Regions from separate parts of the Mus musculus genome. Here region 2 is linked to region 1. A link is a contact called in public HiChIP or PLAC-seq data. All regions are on one chromosome and are shown on one strand. Each heading gives the region's core, a stretch centred on a gene start, on an enhancer-like site or on the middle of the called end of the contact. The rest is flanking DNA. Distances are from core to core; before and after follow the strand shown. Region 1 overlaps Nomo1 (nodal modulator 1). Region 2 overlaps Otog (otogelin).

Region 1 (4,890 bases), core at 1,659-4,158:
GCTCTGGAATCAGCAAGTGATCCTGCCTCTTTAAACGATGGGGAGAATGATTGAAGAACATAGCAGCCTCTGCTTCCACAGTGCACCACACATATATATCTGCACCTTACATGCGTGCAACATGTTCATACACATGCAAAAAGTAGATATTAGAACTAACATGCATTTGGTCATCTTAATATAGTTCAAAATGAACACGTACAGACATTAATATAAATAATATAACCAGTAGTATTCTGAGAGTGTTGTAACATCCTTAGAATGACTTCATGACCACAGGAAGGCTGGACAGTGGCTCCTGCAGAGGGAGAACTTGAGAGCTCAGAGCAGCCAGGAAAGGTAATGGAGAAACAGTTCACCAGGTGCCACCTTCCTAGTTAGAACCTGTGAGGTTTTCATCTTGGTTTTTCGAAAATAGCCACAGAGCAACAGACATGGCGGTGGGCTGTGCCCAAACTGAGAACATTCCTCAGACCAGATGACATCTCTGGCAGGCTCTCAGTTTCCCTGGGATGCCCTGTGCTCACACTAAATATCCTGTGTCCCCAGTGTCCATATGATAAGTACAACGTCTTTATGATCTGACCTAAGAAATAGCTACTCTCACCCCTCTGTCATTCTACTGGTCACAGGGGCCATGCACATTCTTGGGTGTTGTAACGGCTATTCCTGGTTGTCAGCTTGGCCGCATCTGGGATGAACCACAATCCAGAAGTGGAGGGCGTATCCATGATCCAGATCGTGAGGCTGGAAGACTCAGGCTTCTGACCCAGATCTTGACATGGAGATCTTGAGGCATAGTGGCCATGAAACATAGTGGCCATAGTGGCCCAGGCAGGGTACGTGCACCCCTTTAATCCCAGGAGACTGAGGCAAGCAGATCTGATTCAAGGCCAGCCTGGGGCAAAGCAAGTTCCAGATCCAGGCGTGGTGGCACACAGCTTTATTCTGAGCCGCACCTTCAGCTGGAGGCCCACGTAAGGACCTTGGGAGAAGGAAGGGCTCACTCTTCTTCATCTGCTTGCACTTACCTGCCAGCACATCTGCTGGAACCTACTTCTTCAGGATCCCAGCTTCTACAGAAGACCAGCTGAAACAACTGGCCTCGTGGGGCTGAGCAACTACTAGATTCTTGGACTTCCCACCCGCAGCTGCCCACTGTTGGGTCAGTCGGCCTACAGACTGAAAGTCATTACAATAAATTCCCTTAATATATAGAAACATTGCAGAAGTTCTGTCACTCCAGAATGTTGGGCCCCATTTTGACCCTGGTTTGGGCCTTGAGGACACACCTGAGCCTGGCTCGAGTTTCTGCAGCCTTGTGGGAGAGCCTAAGCCTGGCTTGAGTTTTGAGACCTGTCTCAGTCACTTCAGTGACTCAGCAAGACCTGTTTTGGCCCTGCCTCTGCCCCGCCTTTGCTGAGGTAGAGCTTTGCCATTGGCCCTGTCAGTCACCCCATATCCTCCATCACCCTTCCCCGCCTCCTATGTCATCTTACCTCACCAATAATCCCCCTCCCTATGTTCTGAACTTATATAAGGGAGAGGCTGACACCATAAAGTTGAGTTCCTGCTTCGACAAGTCTCCCCGCTCATTGTGTTTCTTTTGGGCTCACCATCCCGCTCAGCCCCAGAAAGATCCCGGCAGAGCCAAGATCCTGACTAATACAGAAGTGGAGACTATCCAGGGCAATGTGGATTCTAGGAGACTCATCCTGAGCCTGGTCTGCCTCCAGTACCCGCTGCAGCCAAGAGGCCACAAACATCCACATGTTTCTATCTTATCAACAAAAACCAAACAAAGCTAATAGAAAACACTTTATAAAGGCTATGTACTTAAGCTCAGTGCTTCATGGGATATGGAGCCCCATGGAGGGAAAGCATAGCAGGAGCGTGTAGCAGTTGGTCCTGCCACGTCCCCAGTCAGGAGTCAGAGACGTGGACTCTGCTCAGATCACAGTCTCCAATCCTAGCCCGTGGTCTGGGACCACCCACACTTAAGGTGCATCTTCCCACATGGATAACCTAATCTAGAAAATCCCTCAGAGGTGGACCAACATTTGTTTCCATGGCGATTCTAAATCCCATCAAGCTGACAGCACTTAACCATCACGGTAACAAGCAGCCTTGTCCCCTGAGCTTGACCAACGCTTCTCTCAGGCTACTCTGGCCTGTAGGGACTGGTTCTTCCTGGCTTTGGGTGCTCACTCATGTAACAGGAGAGACCAGGGGGAAAGCGTGAAGCTTGGATTGAAGAGCTATAGCTGGAAGCGTTTCGAGGTATCCTTCCTTAGTCATGTCTTAGGCTTGTTTTCTTGGCATTTTCTCATGTAGCCCGAGCTGGCCTTAAGCTCATTATGTAGCTGAGGATGACCCTGAATTTCTTATCCTCCTTCCTCCACCTGCCAAGTACTGGAGCACAGGGTGTACACCCACTTTGTGTGGGACCGTGAAAGGCAGCCTGTTTTCTGGTCGAACTAGGTTTAAACCCCGGACACCCAGCAGATAACTCTGCAAGGGACAGAAGGCCTGTTTGCCATGGTCCCAGACACTAACTAGGCTCCTGACATGAGGCCCCAGATCCATAATTCTGTGACCATCAGTCACATAGGGCAACACCCCAAGCTCCTGGTGATCTGTCTGGACTCCGCCCCCACAGTTACCTGGCAACAGCCAGGTGAGCTGGCCCACTATAAACGGGGCTGCTTGCCCCTCCTCTTACTTCTACACCTGCTTCCTGATTGCTTCTCTCCTGACCTCTTGCTTCCCTTCTCTCGGCATTCCCTTCCCAACTCTCTCCACGTGGCCACAGACTGTCTCTTCTCGTCAGGATCCGCTGTGCTGGAGCAATGGAGCAGGTCTTCCTCTAAAGAGCCGCGCATCTAAGCTCCCGCAGGAAGGCCTCTCAGCACTCCCAGTCACTGTCTACACCAACCCAAGCCACAGACCAAGCAAGGCAAAGACTCCCCTCCCTGCGGAAACCAGCCGGAGCTGGTTTCCTCCTGCCCTTTTCCCTTTGGCCCCGGGCCAGAGGCCCCACAGGCCCCCACTCTGTCCTCAGCTCTTGCGCCACTGGCATCTGTGGTATCCAAGAGCTAGAACCTGCAGTCCCTGTTATCTGTGTGGCTCGGGGACCCCAGAGCCAGCTCTTCCACGGCAACCAGAGGCATCTGTGGTGCCCAAGAGTCAGAGCCTGACTCCAGCAGTTCCACGGGGACCTCAGCCTGTGCTTCCCCACCCCCGGCGCAGGGTCCTGCAGCTTCTCACAGCCCGACGCCCACCTGGCGGCCACCTGGAATACACAAAGTCCTATGGCTACCTTTGCAGAGGGACAGAGCCCACTGACATCTAGTTGTCTCCCACAGGCTTTCAGCCTTTATAGAGTGTCAATTAAACGCCCCATTAGTACTTAAGGGGGGTGTTCACTGTGCTGTCACTTGGAGAGTTAGAATGGATACCCATATCCACACACCGTATAGATTATGTCTCATCTGTTCCAGAGGCTCATGAGGCTCACCTCCCCTGTGCAGCAAGCAAACCCACATGCGTGTCAAGTGGCCAGTTGACACAGATATACACAGACGGACAGACACCCCTCCCCAAGAAGTGAAATACTTTTAAAGCCCAGCACAACAGAGTTCTTCTGGCTTCTCTAAGATACAGGACGTACATCCAGGGACCACAGTGAGCTGAGCTCAGCCACAGGTTGGCTGTGCCACACAGGGCAGTCCCCACAGCCTCTGTCGCTGGGGCTGAATGCCCACCCGCTCTGTATGCACCCCACACTATGCCAAGTTACAACACAAACGAGTGGCTGACTTTATTCATCCAGCTGTTGACAGACCCTTCTGGGAGGGACAGATGTTGCTGCAGCTTCTGGCACGGGCCTCGAGTGCAGGGGGCGGTTTGGGGAAAGTCCAGAAGGCACAGCAGACCAACGCCATGTTTCCTGGACTCTTCTTGCAAACGAATGTGGAAGATTAGATTATGTTCTCACGCCACCAGCTCAGCTTAAATACTTCTCTGACAAAAATAATAATAATAAATTATCTTCAACTCAGAAAATAAATTGTGTTCAGCAGGGTGACAGGAGGGTCCATTCGTCGCATTGCACCACAGGGCTACACAGGAGAGGACAGACAGGCAGGACACCAACACAAGGGTGACAGGGCCCAGGGCCTGCCTGAAGTGAGTGAGCATGTGCCTTTGTCCCCAGGCAGGCGGCAGCCCTGGCTGTGTCATCTGCAGGAGACGGGGCCTCCTTCTTCCTCACGTGCGTCTGGTCTTCTGTTTCTTGGTTTGTCTCTTCATGTCTTCTGGGCCGCTGCTGTCAGAGGCCGCCTGGCCAAGGGCTCTGACTCCCTGAAGACGACTCGTCAGCTGCAGCAGCAAAGGAATGAGCTGGAATGAGAGAGACCATGAACACCTGGAAGGCGCCGTGCATCCCCTTATGGGAGCCCCGGGCCTGCAGAAGGCTGGCAGAGAGGTTTTACAGAGGCTGTGACTCTCTACAGGCAACACCTCCCTGAGGATTGGAAATGACATCACTGGAAGAAGATGTAGGAATTTGCCTCGTCTCCTCCAACCTTAACCTTCTACAACTTCCATGACACCGGGCACCCTCCCATAGCCTATCTCCTGCCCCCCGACTTCCCATGAGGCCTTGGCTTCCCTACCTTGTCATGGTTGTAGCCCGCCAACAGGAGCAGCAGCGTCAGAGGCAGGGCAATATAGGACCCCTGCGCAATGTCTTGTTCAGGGAGCTTCCTCTGCAACAAGACAGCCATGACTCCTTGTAAGTTATCACTCATCGACCACTGTCATCCAGAGCTTCAACCCACTCAGCCACCCACACTGGCACCCAAGGTTACCCACAATCCCTTGATATCC
Region 2 (4,890 bases), core at 840-3,339, 170 kb before region 1:
CTCAAAGATCAGCCCTAGGGTGACAGCAAAGACCCACTCACCACTGCCTCTGCTCACAAGCCCCTATGGTGGATGCCTGAACTCTTAGATAAAGGTCCCCATACTCAGAGCCATTTCTCTACTGAGCCCACTTTCTTCCTTTCTTTAATTGTATATTTTCTTTATTTACATTTAAAATGTTTTTCCCTTCCCCAATATTCCCCTGGAGGCCCTCTATCCCATCCCTCCTCCCCCTGCTTCTATGAGGGTGCTCACCCACCGACCCACTCTCACTTCCCTGCCCTAGCATTCCCCTACACTGGGGCATTGAGCCTTCCCAGGACCAAGAACCTCTCCTCCCAGTGATGCCCAACAAGGCCATCCTCTGCTACATACGCAGCTGGAGCCATGGGTCCCTCTGTGTGTACTCTTTGGTTAGTGGTTTAGTCCCTGGGAGCTCTAGGGGGTCTGGTTGGTTCATATTGTTGTTCTTCATATGGGGTTGCAAACCCCTTCAGTTCCTTCAGTCCTTTCTCTAACTGCTCCATTGGGGACCCAATGCTCAGTCCAGTGGTTGGCTGCGAGCATCCTCATCTGTATTGGTCAGGCTCTGGCAGAGCCTCTCAGGAGACAGCCGCATCAGGCTGCTGGCAGCATGCGCTTCTTGCTGAGTTCACTTTCAAACTCTCCTCTAAATCCTGGCTCAGGCAGGGCACCAACCCCCTTCTGGGCAGACTTTACTCCATGTATCACCCCAAAATTGCACACCACCTCTCAAACCCTGCCATTCTGTCTCCACTGCCTCCGGAGACCTTTCCTGGCTTCCCTACATTGCACGAATCCCCAGAGCTCTTCTTTTCTGACTCCCTGAGCCGGCCTTCACCTCACCGTAGCTTGGGCTGGAGTGTCACATCCCTCAAAGCAGGCTCTGTTGCTTAAAATCAAAGCCTGTCACTTTGCTTTGTTGAGACAGGGTCCCATGGGTCTCAGGATGGCCTTGAACTCTTAGATAACAAAGGATGATCTTGAATGCCTGACTCTCCGGCCTTCCCCTCGCCAGTGCTAGTGCTACAGGTGTGCGTCACCACGCCCCGCTCAGGCAGCGCTGGGGAGGAAGCTAGGGCTTTGCCCAGGCTAAACAAGCACTCTACAGATTGTAAAGCTCTGGTCAGCTCCAGCTTTACAGTTTCCGATCTCACCCTTCCACCCAGTCAAGTTACTCATGCATCATAAACACGTCATCGGATATAGGACAACACAACTGTGGATGGATGCTTAATCAAAATCATGTGCAGGGATGTGGATGGATGGCTTGTCTTCACCTGGAAAGCTCAGTCCAAAGGAAGGCAGATGGCTTGATGACCCAAACTGTGGAGACGCCAAGCTCTGCCCTCGTCCTCACCTCCCTTAAGCCTGTCATTTACTTATTGGCTTCACTGTTTGTCCCCTCATTCACTCCACAAGCAGGTATCCTCTGAGCTCCGATTCCCTCGTATCCATGCCAGGCCAGGGAGACACATTTAGGCCACTACCAACCCCCACTCTCCCCACAACCAACCATTGGGGCAGTAGCAGCCATCCACACAGGTGATCTCACTGTCTACACATGAAGCACGGGATTGGCAGGAAGCCGGACAGCAAGCAATACACTCGTTATAGATGAAGGCCTTCTCTTTGCAGTGCACAGCTTGGAAGGAAAGGAGGGAGGGAGGGAGGGAGGTTATGGTCTATTTGTTTGGCCAACACCCACCTCACCCCAGGTCCTGGAATGGGAATGAGAGGGCTCTCATTTCCCAGACCCTCCAGTCCCAGTTGGAGTATTTGGTGTCCAAGAGACTGGTGAACTCAGGTCGGGGTACTCTGAGACTTTCACCTCACTTGATGGCCCCAGACCCATCCCTCAGGCTCAGTCTTACTTCTCCCATCTGTTATAAGGATGGAACCTCAGAAGTTAAGGTTCTGACAGCTGTGGCTCTGAGTGGGCAGGACTGGCTACCCACAGCCCACATCAGAACTCATCTGAACCCCCTCCCTGCCTGCCTCCACCTTGAACCTACTGCATTGTGAGAGTTGGGTCCTCCAGCCCTGCAGAGGGCGCCCTGCCTGTGCACATGCCCGGGCATATTCCATCAGTGCTCGGCACCAAGTGGCTTCATCGCCTCCTGATCTGTACAAGGATATTGCATGTGAGAAAGTCTGGCCTGTCACCAATTGCCACCATCCCATAGACCAGGTGATTGAAAACCTTCCAAATAATAGTTCCTCATGGTGTAATGACCCCCCCCAACCATAAAATTATTTTTGTTACTACTTCATAACTGTAATTTTGTTACTGTTATAAATCATAATGTAAATATCTGTGTTTTCTGATGATCTTAGGCCACTCCTGTGAAAGGGTGGTTTGAACCCCAGAGAGCCGCAACCTTCAGCTTGAGAACTGTTGCTGTAAACACTCTCAGAATGTCAGAGCACCCTCCTCTAGGAAGGTATCCTGCTACACAGAGTCTCAAAGCAGGACACCTAGGTTCCAGCCCTAGTATCATTGCCAAATTGCTGTGTGACCCCGAGGGAGTTGAGTTCCATCTCTGAGCCTCGGTTAAATGGGACAGCTGAAACCCATCTTGGCAAATAAGAATTTTAGAGCTTTGGCAAGCAGTTCTATAATGACCACGTATTGTCCAGCTTGTTGGCCCACATCCTGATCCCTTATCCCAATATTGGAAGACGCTCCCTACAGCCCACCACCTAGCTGCCCACTTACTGGCAGAGGTCACTGGTACAGCTGGCTGCGAAGGGCAGAGGGCTGACATAAGCATGGCAGGTGTCGAAAGGAGGCCTCAACAGTACTTCACACCGCTCATACACACCCTGCATGGGGCAGAGGCAGGAGCTGGGCTGGGAGGACAGCAGGCTCTGATTCACCATCCCACAGGGAACCCCAACTTAAGCAAAAGGAAGGCAGAGGATAAAGGGAAGGGGCCATGGGTATGTACCATCCAGGGCCCTGTGACCAATAGCTCTCTACTGGGGAGGGGGGTTCTCCCCAGGACACAGACCTGCATGGATGCTGGGCTCTGCTGCAGGCATGGTGGGCGAGGCAGGGAAGTAGTCACAGGTCCTGGAGGGCTGTTGGGGACCTGCTCCTGCCAGCTGTGTACAAACTCCCCTACATCATCAGTCACCTTCCCTGCAGGGAAAACTGGTATCATGATGAGGTGGGTGGGCAGCAGGGCTGAGGGCTCTGAGGCAGAGGCAGGAGATAAGGGAGAGCCATTTGGCAGGAGCCAGCCTCCAGCGCTCCCACCCTACGCTGGGTTCCCAACTGAGCCAGTCTCTTGGAAAAGCCGTCTCATCAAAAAGATACGAATGTCCTACGCCTGTACTGTCTCACAGCTACTCCACACTCAATAGAGGCAGCATGGTATAGTGGAGGGGACCAGTGTGCAGGTTTGAACAAGTGCCTACACCCATCTCAGCCTCAGTTTCCCCACCTGCAGAAAAGAGAACTAAGCCCCGAGGAGGAGGCTGCAAAGAACTATAGCTGTAAAGTGTTCAGCGCATGGCGGGTACTCAAAGGGCCGCCCACCGCCAAGCTTTCTGCCAGGGCCATCATGATGTGCCCTGAGCTTCACCTGTAGTTCTCATCCACATGTCAATCAGAGACTTCGGCTCCAGCCTGGCCCTTTCTCTTCCCGGCTTTCTCTTACCCTCTGACTCCCCACTTCCCGTGGAAACCTTGTGGGATCAAACCCACCTAGCCAAGTGTGCAGTGGATCTGCACACAGCCCCAGTTTAAATTCTCATCATGAATACTTCACAATTAAGAGGACTGAGGTCCAGAACATGGCTGAGAACATGCCTAACGTGACAGAGTTTTGCAAGCGAGCCCTTGTCTCCCATTGGGTTTTTACTACCATGGCCATGATGTCAGAGGTCTGCACAGAGCAATCCTGACCAATCTCCATCCCTAGCAAAATATCCCACAAGGCACCTTCCCTCAGACTCACCGTAACTGGTCACCAGGTCATCCTGAGGGTCAGCATTGTTGTTCCCACACAGCCCATGGGTCCAGCCCAGAAACTCAGGGCTCATCTTGATGTAAATGGCTGAGATACCATCCCAGGCCAGGGTGAAGGCTGACGGATGCCTCGCGATGACGTAACCAGCCAGCTGCTGCAGCTGCACACCCCCCACCACCTGCGGCAGCTGGACCCTGAGAGCAAAGCCCAGGGATGCAGAGTGTCCACACAACTCCCACGGGTCCTGGTCTTTTTTTTTACCACAGGGACAGCCAGCCACCCCTACCCAGTGACATGAGTTCTTTAAGTTCTCATCCTCCAAGTTTCCAGAATACCTAAGTGCATCAAAGTGCATGGGGATTCTTTTATTTTCAGGGGGCTTTCAAAATCATTGGCAGGGATAAATCTTGAGAGTCAATCCATCAGCTCCCAGCTGGCGGGAGAGAGCCGATAACGTCTAAGAGGGACTTCGTTTTACTGTGAACAGGACGAATGGAAAGGAAGGGGAGAGGGGTGGACAGGAGACTGAGAACAGAGAGGAGCCCTCCTCCACCTGCCCTGCCTCTATTTTGCAGCCACAGGGTCCTGCTCAGCTGACAATAAGAGAAACCAAAGTTCAGCCAGCTGTAGGTCTGAACTCCTAGAAGTCCCTGATTGACCCCTATGACAACTGTCATCCAAAATGACCCTCCAACCTCAGAAAAAGATAAAGATGTGTCTGTTCAGAGAAACTGTGTGTGAGCTTAGGGAAAGGGTTTCTAGTGGGGAACTCCAGTTTCTAGAAAATTTTACTGTTTTTCTAAACAGTAGGAAATCCACTAGGTCTAATAGTTGCAGAGAATCAGAAGGCGTTCATCCATCGCCAGTACCCACAGGCTAGACACACAGGCCA

What was found. HiChIP or PLAC-seq counts read pairs in DNA pulled down with a chosen protein or histone mark.
Region 2: a contact with region 1 is called in an H3K27ac HiChIP or PLAC-seq map of epiblast stem cells, with 4 times the contacts expected there. The contact joins two enhancer-like sites. A contact is called at or near these places in 5 of 39 promoter capture datasets (3T3-L1-derived adipocytes, the HPC-7 cell line, embryonic stem cells and 1 more), 2 of 484 Hi-C or Micro-C datasets (cortical neurons and muscle stem cells), 9 of 115 datasets of contacts at active chromatin or transcription factors (SST interneurons, acute myeloid leukemia, embryonic basal ganglia and 3 more) and 5 of 9 other capture datasets (adipose tissue, embryonic stem cells, liver and 2 more).

What each region holds. Positions count from the first base shown.
Region 1 is chr7:46,083,114-46,088,003 of GRCm38.p6, reverse strand. It overlaps Nomo1 (nodal modulator 1), which reads right to left. Exons shown (of 31, transcript NM_153057.4): 30 at 4,677-4,769; 31 at 3,792-4,401. The coding sequence ends at 4,270. Among named protein-coding and RNA genes, the nearest start is that of Kcnj11, 15 kb to the left of the region's middle. Within about 2 kb of position 2,908, at least 39 of the 459 cell types and tissues checked have an H3K27ac peak or open chromatin away from gene starts, as enhancers often do. A contact at or near this core is called in epiblast stem cells, where this site is marked.
Region 2 is chr7:46,249,235-46,254,124 of GRCm38.p6, reverse strand. It overlaps Otog (otogelin), which reads right to left. Exons shown (of 56, transcript NM_013624.2): 8 at 3,987-4,192; 9 at 3,036-3,166; 10 at 2,741-2,847; 11 at 2,037-2,146; 12 at 1,538-1,666; 13 at 1-14. Among named protein-coding and RNA genes, the nearest start is that of Otog, 11 kb to the right of the region's middle. Within about 2 kb of position 2,089, at least 11 of the 459 cell types and tissues checked have an H3K27ac peak or open chromatin away from gene starts, as enhancers often do. A contact at or near this core is called in epiblast stem cells, where this site is marked.